Regions from separate parts of the Danio rerio genome. Here region 1 is linked to region 2. The links are chromatin contacts, called in public HiChIP or PLAC-seq maps. All regions are on one chromosome and are shown on one strand. Each heading gives the region's core, a stretch centred on a gene start, on an enhancer-like site or on the middle of the called end of the contact. The rest is flanking DNA. Distances are from core to core; before and after follow the strand shown. Region 1 holds the start of ppiab (peptidylprolyl isomerase Ab (cyclophilin A)). Region 2 holds the start of ogdhb (oxoglutarate dehydrogenase b).

The links. HiChIP or PLAC-seq counts read pairs in DNA pulled down with a chosen protein or histone mark.
Region 1: a contact with region 2 is called in an H3K4me3 HiChIP or PLAC-seq map of gastrula embryo, with 2.8 times the contacts expected there. The contact joins the promoter of ppiab here to the promoter of ogdhb in region 2. A contact is called at or near these places in 2 of 4 datasets of contacts at active chromatin or transcription factors (embryo and gastrula embryo).

Annotation. Positions count from the first base shown.
Region 1 is chr10:50,447,609-50,453,267 of GRCz12tu, forward strand. ppiab (peptidylprolyl isomerase Ab (cyclophilin A)) reads left to right here and starts at 1,388. Exons shown (of 5, transcript NM_001328424.1): 1 at 1,388-1,651; 2 at 4,950-4,980. The coding sequence starts at 1,583. zmiz2 (zinc finger, MIZ-type containing 2) reads left to right here. Exons shown (of 20, transcript XM_073915289.1): 20 at 1-1,008.
Region 2 is chr10:50,249,795-50,254,658 of GRCz12tu, forward strand. It overlaps ogdhb (oxoglutarate dehydrogenase b), which reads left to right and starts at 1,808. Exons shown (of 24, transcript XM_073915229.1): 1 at 1,808-1,957.

The DNA.
Region 1 (5,659 bases), core at 138-2,637, 200 kb after region 2:
TTAGGGCCATGAGGTCAGATCTTGCATTTAACTCGCCCTTAAATATGCAAGTCTGGGCTGATATTTGGTAGAAAACACATCTTCTTAGTCAACGACATGTGTGAACCCAGACAGAGCACAAGCAGCCCGGTAGCACCCTGTTAGAGAGCTTACAAATGCACAACAACAATCGCGTTTGGTGGACGAACACCTTCCCGTAGTGAGATTTTGCTCGGACAAATCTGATTGGGTGGGAGAGTGACGACAAGAAATGGACTGATGTTTATCGCCACAATCACAATCGAGGAGGAAAAACGTTGGGATTGATGTGAAATATGTACAGATATAGTATTATTATCGTCGCGGATGTGAACTTTCTCTTAACCCCATGATATGAAAAAAAATGAACATTTGAAAACACTATGACAAGAGCTCATTCCCCAGATTTACATTCAGAGCTGGATGGAGAAACCGATGATGAGGGATGATGATGATGATGATGATGATGATGATGTCGATTCCTGTCTTGTCTGATTTTATTATTTATCATGGCTCTTTGGGCAGCGTTAGCGAAGTGCAGTTTGTATATTAACAATACAGGGAGCATCAGAAGTCGTCGGATGATGTGCTTTTATTCTTTTCGTTTGTTTGTTTGTTTGAAGTCATTTGTGTATCATACGATTTTATCTTTGATTATATAATAATTGTTATTATAATTATAAAGATAATTGATGGGCCTGTATGCATCTCTCTCTCTCTCTCTCTCTTCTGTGTTAACTAGCAGAGTTTATGAATTTGTTAGAAAGATACCACATTAAAAAAAGATGATGAATTCATGAGAATCTGAGAAACCAGCATCACTCAAACTGTTCAAAAATACCACAAAAAAAAGATGTTTGACTGTCATCGTGTGTTGGTGGATCATCAAGTTCTATCGGTTGAATTAAACATGTACAATTGAAAGCGATTTGTTTTTCTAAAGATGTGAAATATTTCCATTATGTTTTATAAGTAAAGACTTAAGCCCCATTGCCTTGCATTGCCTTTATTTGGGGAGCTGCATTGTGTCAAACCGCGGGAAAATGCGCGCAGGGGGCGGGTCGTCAGGAGAATGAAAACTCGCTTTTTCAGTCACACACCTGTCTCTTTCTTAAACCACACATTTCAGTTTTATCAATAAACCACGCGTACATGATGAGATGATGATAAATCGTGAAATAAATCATCTGCTCGTTCGCTCTCCGCGATTGAATGCAAAACAGTAATGGCGAATTCTGCCTTCGGCCACCGCCCTCACGCCATGACAGACCGCAAGTTCACACCCACTTCATTTGCACATCGCTCATTGGATGAGACGCGGTTGCGTCATTTCTACCTACTTTAACCGGCACGTCAATCAAGCGCCTTCCTCCACAGCCGCACGTCGCTAATTTATTCAAGCGCGCCGCTTCTGATTGGCCCGTTCGCACGTCACTCAGCGGATCCTCCGCGGCAGAGGCGTCTTTATATCCCGCGCGCGCGCACAGTTCCTGCTTCCCGATGAGCTGCGGCGTTTGCTGGGATTCATTCAGCTGCACAAACTGACCGAGTTTATTCCTTCATCATGGCAAACCCCAAAGTGTTTTTTGACATCACCATCGATGGGAAGGAGGCGGGGAGGATCGTGATGGAGGTATGGAGATAAATCTGCGTGTATTTAAAGCGAGCGGCGACTCTTTAATTAAAGATGCGCGTGTGATGCTGTGAATCCGTCTGTGCATGAAGCGCGCACACGAGGCTTCCCCCCGCCACATTGTGCTGGTTTGATGAGCGCTGACACTGACAGCCTGCTGACGACGAGTCGTTCTTAAACGATTCGTTTGAATCTTTAATGTGACTCGGTAGCGAGACGTCGTTTCAATGAGTGATTCAGCGCATGCGCACAATGTACAGGGAAAACGCTTTTCACCCGTCTTTTTACATTAGCAATGCCTGAACAATAACGGAGACTTTAATACTGTTCAAAATTACACAAAGACTGAGATAATCAACTAACATTCACAATCTTTCCATCATTAATATTATTGTTGTTAGTAATACAACATGTATAAATAAAGTAACAGATAAAATACGCAGTAGGGGAGTAGATTACCAAAATCCTCTAATGATAAATCTAAATATCTCGCTTTTTGGCGTTTCATCTCTCTTAATGTCTTTCAATACAGTATAATTCTTCTTTAAACACCACTAGTCTTGGGAGTTTTGAATATAAAATATTAATAATAATAACAACAAATAATTCCTAAAACTTTGACTTATTCCATCTTTGCCTATTCTGGTCTGGTGTGTTCGTATTGCTAAAATAATCCCCCAAACACTTACATTTTCCTTTAAACATGTCATTTTTGGATTTTACGAGCAAAACAAATACAATATAAGTTCTATTATGAGTTTAACTTTTAATCTAGCACATTTTTTGTGTCTATTAATGAAAATACACCAGCGATCAGCCACTTTGTCTGTATTTTTTATACTAAAAGAAATATAAATAAAGATTCGATCATGTCGCTGAACGGGAATCAGTCGGTAAAATGATCCGAAATTCCCATCAGCTGCGCGCACATGGAGGACCCGCGCTCTCCACACGAGGACGCGCACGCTTTTTTGACGCAGACGCCATTTTCATCATTTTTTCATAACTCGAGATGCCATTTTGGGAAGGGAGGGGCGAGCGCCGGAGTCGAGCCTTTAATTTAAGCGTGTTAGAGTAATGCTTCTATTAGTAATATTGAATCCCCTTATTATAGCGCTCATCTTTATAATAGTAGCTGATCATAGATTAATGTAGCTGATGAAGAGCGCGCAGGTGATCTGCATAGGAGTGCGCGAGCGCGCGCGCGCTCCCGTCAGGGTCGATGTTTCCAGAGAAATGCGGAAGTAGTGGATTTTTGTTTTACCATTTTCATCACACACTCGAGCTCTGCTTCTGCATTATGACAATTAAACTATAAAACCTTCGCTCGATATATATATATATATATATATATATATATATATATGCTCGTATTGTTGCATAAAAAGGAAATTTCAAATATTGAAAGAGTGGAAATGATTAAAACCAACAATGTAGTAAAATAAGGTGAATATCAGTAATTCAGATATACTCTTGAGTGTTCAATGATGTTTCTAAGGTTGAAAATACATACATGTAATAATTCTGTTGAAATGACAACAGAAACTGCATGTGAGATATGAGGACGAGCCAAACCATCAGATTAAAAGCAAAATATCACTTCATATACATGAACAATGCTAAATAATCATGCAGAGTGGCTTCATTTATTCAGTTTCCTTCAGCTCAGCCCCTTATTTAATCAGGGGTCGCCACAGCGGAATGAACCGCCAACTGTTCCAGCAATTTTTTTACCCAGCAGATGTCCTTCCTGCCACACCCAGTATTGGGAAACACCCATACACACTCTGCCACTCATACACTACGGCCAGTGTAGTTGATCAGTTCCCCTATAGCGCATGTGTTTAGAGTGGGGGAAACCGGAGGAGAACATGCAAACTCCATGCAGAAACACCAACTGACCCAGCCCAGATTCAAACCAGAGACCTTCTTACTGTGGGGCCACAGTGTTAACCACTGCGCCACCAACAGTGTGTTTAGCGGCAGTACAGTATAGCCGAACTGCATCGTTTATTCAGAGATGGACTTTTAGAAGAGTATGAAATAAATAGTGCTTAAGTGATGTTTAACAGGAGTCGCTTTACAATGAAGAAACATCTCAAATGTGTGAAATCTAGTCAGGGTTCAACGCTAAGGGTTTTATCTACTGGCCCCACCGAAAGAAAAAAAAATGGAGAAGTTAATAGCTGTTTCAGCCACATCTTTTAAATAATGTGTCAAAAATACTGTGTGAATCTAGAATTGAAGTATTTTAAGAATGTTAATAAATGTATAATGAGCAATTCAAAGTGTGACGCAAACAAAAAGAGCAGTGTGGAAAATGTGCTGGTTTTATTGCAGTTTGAAATTATCCAACAAAAGGCGGCTGACTTGTCTTACTGATGGCGAATTGGATCGGGCCAGTAATCATCCTGTACACTGTCCCGAGCGTCTCACACTGACCCTGGGCCATCAGGCAGTGCTTATTGTTGAGCTTTCATTCATTTATTTTCTTGTCGGCTTAGTCCCTTTATTAATCTGGGGTCGCCACAGCGGAATGAACCACCAACTTATCCAGCAAGTTTTTACGCAGTGTATGCCCTTCCAGCTGCAACCCATCTCCGGGAAACATCCACACACATACACTATGGACAATTTAGCCTACCCAATTCACCTGTACCACATGTGTTTGGACTGTGGGGGAAACCGGAGCACCCGGAGGAAACCAACGCGAAGACAGGGAGAACATGCAAACTCCACACAGAAACACCAACTGAGCTGAGGCTCGAACCAGCGAGCTTCTTGCTGTGAGGCGACAGCACTACCTCCTGCACCACTGCCTCGCCTGCTGGTGCTTTCAAATAAGATTTAATGTGTATTTGAGTGTCGAGCTTTACTTGTAATACTAAAGCTTATTTTAGGTGTGATGTGTTCATGTATACGTGATTTACAAAAATATACTAAATAATTATATTTCAATGTATTTTTTTCTTCTCAGAGTCTTTAAAATGTCAGAAAATGCTGCTTAATCTAAATGTGCAAGACACTGTCTATTATTATTGTGTAAATAATATTATTGTAAACCTGGAGGGCCGCTGTCCTGCAGAGTTCAGCTTCACACCTGATCCAGCTAATCAAGCTCTCACTAAATGCACTAGAAACTTCCAGCCAGGTGTGTTGAGGCAAGTTGGAGATAAACCCAGCAGGACTCCGGCCCTCCAGGACCGAGTTTGGAGTTGGACACCCCTGGTGTAAATGTTCATTATATTGTGAAGCGGTTCTGCTGTGCTGATCTCCGTTTGTTTGCTCTGTTCTGCAGCTGAGAGCTGATGTTGTGCCGAAGACCGCTGGTGAGTATTAGTGTGTGTGTGTGTGTGTGTGTGTGTGTGTGTGTGTGTGTGTGTGTGTGTGTGTGTGTGTGTGTGTGTGTGTGTGTGTGTGTGTGTGTGTGTGTGTGTGTGTGTGTGTGTGTGTGTGTGTGTGTAACAATGAGGGATACAATATCACTTTAAAAATGAACAGATCTATAATGAAAGCATTCCATTGTCTTAATTAAATTTGTTGTGTTTAAAATAAATTCCACCAACATCCACATGTTTAATTAATTATTTTTATTAATTGTGTATCCGTCTATTCAAACATGCACCCAAAACCCAGTGTCCCCTTGAGCTCCGCATCAATTGGCATGTACAGAATCCGTTTGGGAAACGGCGTCTATTAAACACTGTGTAGCGCGTCTGACAGACACACACATGTACAGTGTACAGGGAAATATAATATTAATTTTTGTTATTATTAGCAATGCTTTTATTATTTAATTATGTTCATTAACATAGAGGCACATCACTTTTATTTACTTTTTTAAACATTTTTCACTTCAGTTACAATCTGACATCTGTCTTTAAGATGAGGCCAAGCTTAAATCTGTGCACCAAAGCGCTGAAGATTGACGATCATTTAAGTGTGACCTGTCGTTTTCATGTCCGTTCAACAAATGGGGGCAGTTATGGGATAACACTGTAAGCGCTG
Region 2 (4,864 bases), core at 558-3,057:
ACATCTGCCTGAAGGTTTAATATACCAAGAAAGAGCTTGATTAGCTGGTTCAGGTGTGGTTTATTGGGGTTGGAACTAAACTTTGCAGGACACCGGCCCCACAGAACAGAGTTTGGACACCTCTTCTTTAAGGCAAGTCATTTCACTCAGCGGTCATCTTTGAAATGCCCCTCTGGCTGTATGATCAGGCATTATGTCTGCATGGGGAAACATCAAATCTACAAAACTGAATTTCATAGTAGGAATCAACAATAAAATAAAACAGCTGTCTCTTTAGTTTCATTTTCATAAACAACCAAATTACACAAACTCTGCGGAAACTCAGGCCTGGCCCGAGACTCTCCTCCAGAGAAATGTTAATCTATAGTCATCGATGATTGGCTCCTGTACTAGAAGGCGGGGCTTTATTCACCATTTAGCGATCGATGATTTGCTCCTGAAATAGTAGGCGGGGCTTTATTAACCATATTGATTGTTACACTTTTCTCCATTTAAAAAGATACGAGTGACACGTCCTGTGTATTCTAGAGTCTTTGTGTATACTCAGTTAAAATAGTCGGGTTAGAAATACCATAACATATAACCCAACTAGGTTAATATAGCACCTTCCCAACTATTTTAACCCAATTCATTCATTCATTTTCAGCTTAGTCCCTTTATTAATTTGGGGTTGCCACAGCGGAATGAACCGCCAACTTATCCAGCTCATTTTTTTACACAGCGGATGCCCTTCCAGCTGCAACCCATCTCTGGGAAACATCCTTACACACACATTCACACTCATACACTACAGACAATATAGCTGACCCAACTTACCTGTACAGCATGTCTTTGGACTGTGGGGGAAACAAGAGCACCTGGAGGAAACCCATGCCAACACGAGGAGAACATGCAAACTCCACACAGAAATGACAACTGACTCAGCCGAGGCTCGAACCAGCGACTTTCTTGCTGTGAGGCGACAGCACTGCCTACTGCAGCACTGCGTCGTCCTTTAACCCAGTGCATTAGGTTATTTTGATTAAATGTTATTTTTTCCATTCTGGTATTAATTATTACTATTGTTAATACTATTATAATTACTATTATTTCCACTACATTTTAAGTTCCAGACACAGCATTTTTATCCATTTAATATTGATAGGCCACAAAGTGCGTGTTTGTATCATCAATAATTAAGAGTGCTGGTGAAACGGATAAACAAAACACGACACGGAAAGGTCATTTGATAAAAATAAAAAAAACTGACGCAGGTAGGTCATGTGACCATGACAAAATGACGTAGTACGTCCAAATTCCATTCATACTTTTGACATTCATACTGTATGGAATGTACTTTTCTAACGGCCGAGTACTACGTTTATATTCAAATGTAGTACCTACTATGTAGTAGGCGGTTTCGGACGCAGCCACTGTCTTTCATAATATTAGTGAGACCCTTGTTTCAGTATGGTGTCATCCAACTGAAAGGAACGAATTGAGTAGGGGCGGGGCTTTCATTCCTTTTCATCAAATCAACCGTAAGAGAGGCGTGGCTAAGAATATTGTGGCTGAAGCATCATCAGAGGAGCCACTCCAGACGTTGATTAAAGATTACAGAACTACACTTTTTTCCTCAGTAGATTCACTTGCACGATTACCCGTTCACCTAAAGAACAACAATATGCGCTAGCAAAATAAACATTGTAAAATTTGATTTCACACGGACTTTAAAAGACTTTTGTCCACTCCGCCTTCCATGTTTTTTTGTCCCTATCAGCGCTCCATAATGAGCTCGTGACGTCGCGCGCGCCGGTGACGCAGAACTGCAGGCTCGCGCTGCTTAGAAACGAGCGACTCATTTACCTGGACTGAAGCCGCCGCGAGACGCACCCGCTCCCAAAATATCACTATTTCCCTCTTAGTAATCATCTTTTATATCACTATACTGCACTGACTAGAGTCTGCTGCACTGAGAGTGAGTATCTGATCGCTTTATATCGCTTTTAATGCTGTAATGATCCTGTCGCCTCACTTCTGCATCTGTCAGCAGCCTGAGGAGAGAACTCGTTCACACACACAGGCATTCTGAGCTTGGTGTTGTTTTTGGAGATCTGTTAATGTGTGTAATAAAATAATGTGCTGTTTTAGCGGTTTAAAAGAGTGTTTGAATGGGTTGTGGAGAGTTTTGTTGTTAGCCGGAGTTAGCTGAAGCTAGCCGGTGCGTTCCGTTACTCTGAAACACAAACTGCCGCCTAGAGATTAAACTCTAACGTTACATCTCCATTTCACTCCGTCTACTTGTCTTATTTGAAAAGAAGAGACATTTCCTGTGGTACAGTCAGCAATTAGTTTACATATTCTATTCGTCATGACCATTATAAATAAATATAAGATCAATTTCACAATTATCATTGTACTTTATTGAGGTATAGTTGGTTTTATAGACCATTTCAGTGTGGTAATGTCATTGGTCCGTGAACACTTTCTGCTTGTTATCATATATCATAACTGTAACAAGAGGAAATTCAATAATATTTTCATGTTAAAAAATTTGTAACATTTTTTTAAATCAATATGTGGACCTTTTTTGATTCTCGGAAGCTATGGAAAAATAGTCTATATTAGCATGTTGGTTTAGTGACACCTTGTGACACGCTCCCTATATTATTTATACCATTGTACTTTGAATATTGGGTCTAAAATCGCATTTAAGTAAGCCTTGAAAACTTACCACTATTTTATTTGACTGACTAAACAATGTACTTTGGTCGTTGGCTGCTAATAGGAGTTAACTATTTACAATTTTCAAACATTACTTTTCTGAAATTATATTATAAAGGAGAAAGAGTCCTAATGTGTGAATATAAAACCAACTTTACCTCAATTTGTACTTTTGTGCATTTTTAATCTCTGCATGAATATATGTTACTCTGAATGACCATGGATGACCAATATTCTTGATTCTGCCCAAACGTTTTCCTATAAAGGGGCAAAAAGCAAACTTGATTTAGGGCTGTGGGCCGAATATATACCAAACTGTATATATTAAATTTGCCATGAGTAATTTTCTAATTTATTTGGATATATTTAAAAATGGCGAGAAAAAGTTGCTTTAAATCATATTGACTAATGCACTATCATTTTTAACAGTTTATAATGAACTTATTACAATTAAACATAAACAATCCCATTTATAACACAAGTTCAATGCTGAATACACTAGTCATGCCTACACTAATCACTTGACACGTCTGTCAAGTGACACTAATTACATCTTAAAAGTCTGATTCATTTGCAGTATTTAACTGAATCATTTAGTTTTAGTTAGTTTTTTTGTAGCTTAGTAATAACACAAAGAATCGAAAGGGTATGTTAAATTCGAAATCACGATCACTGTCAAAGGCATGCACCCCAACCTCTTCCCCATCCTTCTCACTCTCTTTTTAGAAAGCATGGCAGGCTAAATCAAAGGTTACCATGGGCCAACTTTGGCCAGCAGGCCCTACTTTTGGCATGTCTGTTCTAGATTATAATTTATTAAAAAATCTAATTATTTTACCCATGTTTTAACATTTTATTTTTAATAAAAAAATTATTTGTAACGTTAAAGACTGCTGTTGTATTTAATTGGCTTTCTATATATATATAAAATATAGACATAAAAAATAGACATCTTTGCATTAAATAAATGACAATGTCAAGGAAAGCTGCTTTTAAATGTAATGGCATTGTTAAATTAACTTTATGTAATGCTTTGTGGTTTTGGCATTACTTTTTTAGATCCTGACTCTTAACTCAAAGGCTTGTTTGCTTGTAATCATATATTTTGTAAAAAAAAAAAAAAAACGTATATTTTTGACAAATGTACAGCCCTTTTACACTGACGTTAACACATGATGTAAATACACCTCAGGCTGAAGGAAATGTTGTTTATGCCTAAACAGGTTGAGCAAACCTTTCTGGATTACACGACTAGGAATTGGATGCAGTAAAATGTTAGTGTTTATTCATTTAAAGGGACACTGAAACTGATTTTGTGCAAGTGAGATGAGTAAATAAACTTTTTACATTAGAGCTTTAATGTAATGTGGGTATCATGTTTACACTAGTAACGATTTCTTTCAATTCAGGTTCAGGAGAGCAGTCGCTCAATAAAGAATCAGGTGTTATTTTTGTTAAAAAATAACTTGGAATGAAAAAATTATGTTACCTTACTTGTTAATTGTAGAACGTAATCTGATTCCATTGCTTAAGTTACCTGTAATGCAATACACCCTACACCCATCTAAACAAGTGTATTATAGTTCCAATAAATCTTTAAAGGGACAGTTCACCCAAAACTGAAAATGTACACACTATTTATTTATTCACACAATTTCTTTATTGTTTTGAACACAAAAGGAGATGTTTTGATGGCTCAACGGTTTTAGTTTAGTTTAGTTAGTTTTAGTTTCAACTTTATTGCCCATTCTGCTTGACAGTGACACAGAAAGGAAATTTGTCTTCAACACTGGATTTAAGAAAACAAATACAAACATACAACAACCACACAAAAACAACACTCATCAAGACAGCAACATAAGTTAAAAGTTTAAGATTTCTTCATTCACACACATAGTAGGAAAAACAAATACTATGGAAAGCAATAGTTACTGGTTTCCAGCATTCTTCTGTAAATCTTCTTTTGTATTCATCAGAAGAAACAAAGAAAGATGAACAGGTTTGGAATAAGTAACAGGTGAGTAAACAATGACAGAATCCACACTTTTGTGAGAACTTTCACTTTAAAGCAGAGGAATTCAGGACACACACATGCTCAGGATTTCTTTTTTGTGTGTGTAGGGCTGCGCTACATTGGAAAACTCTGGCTTTGCAATATAAG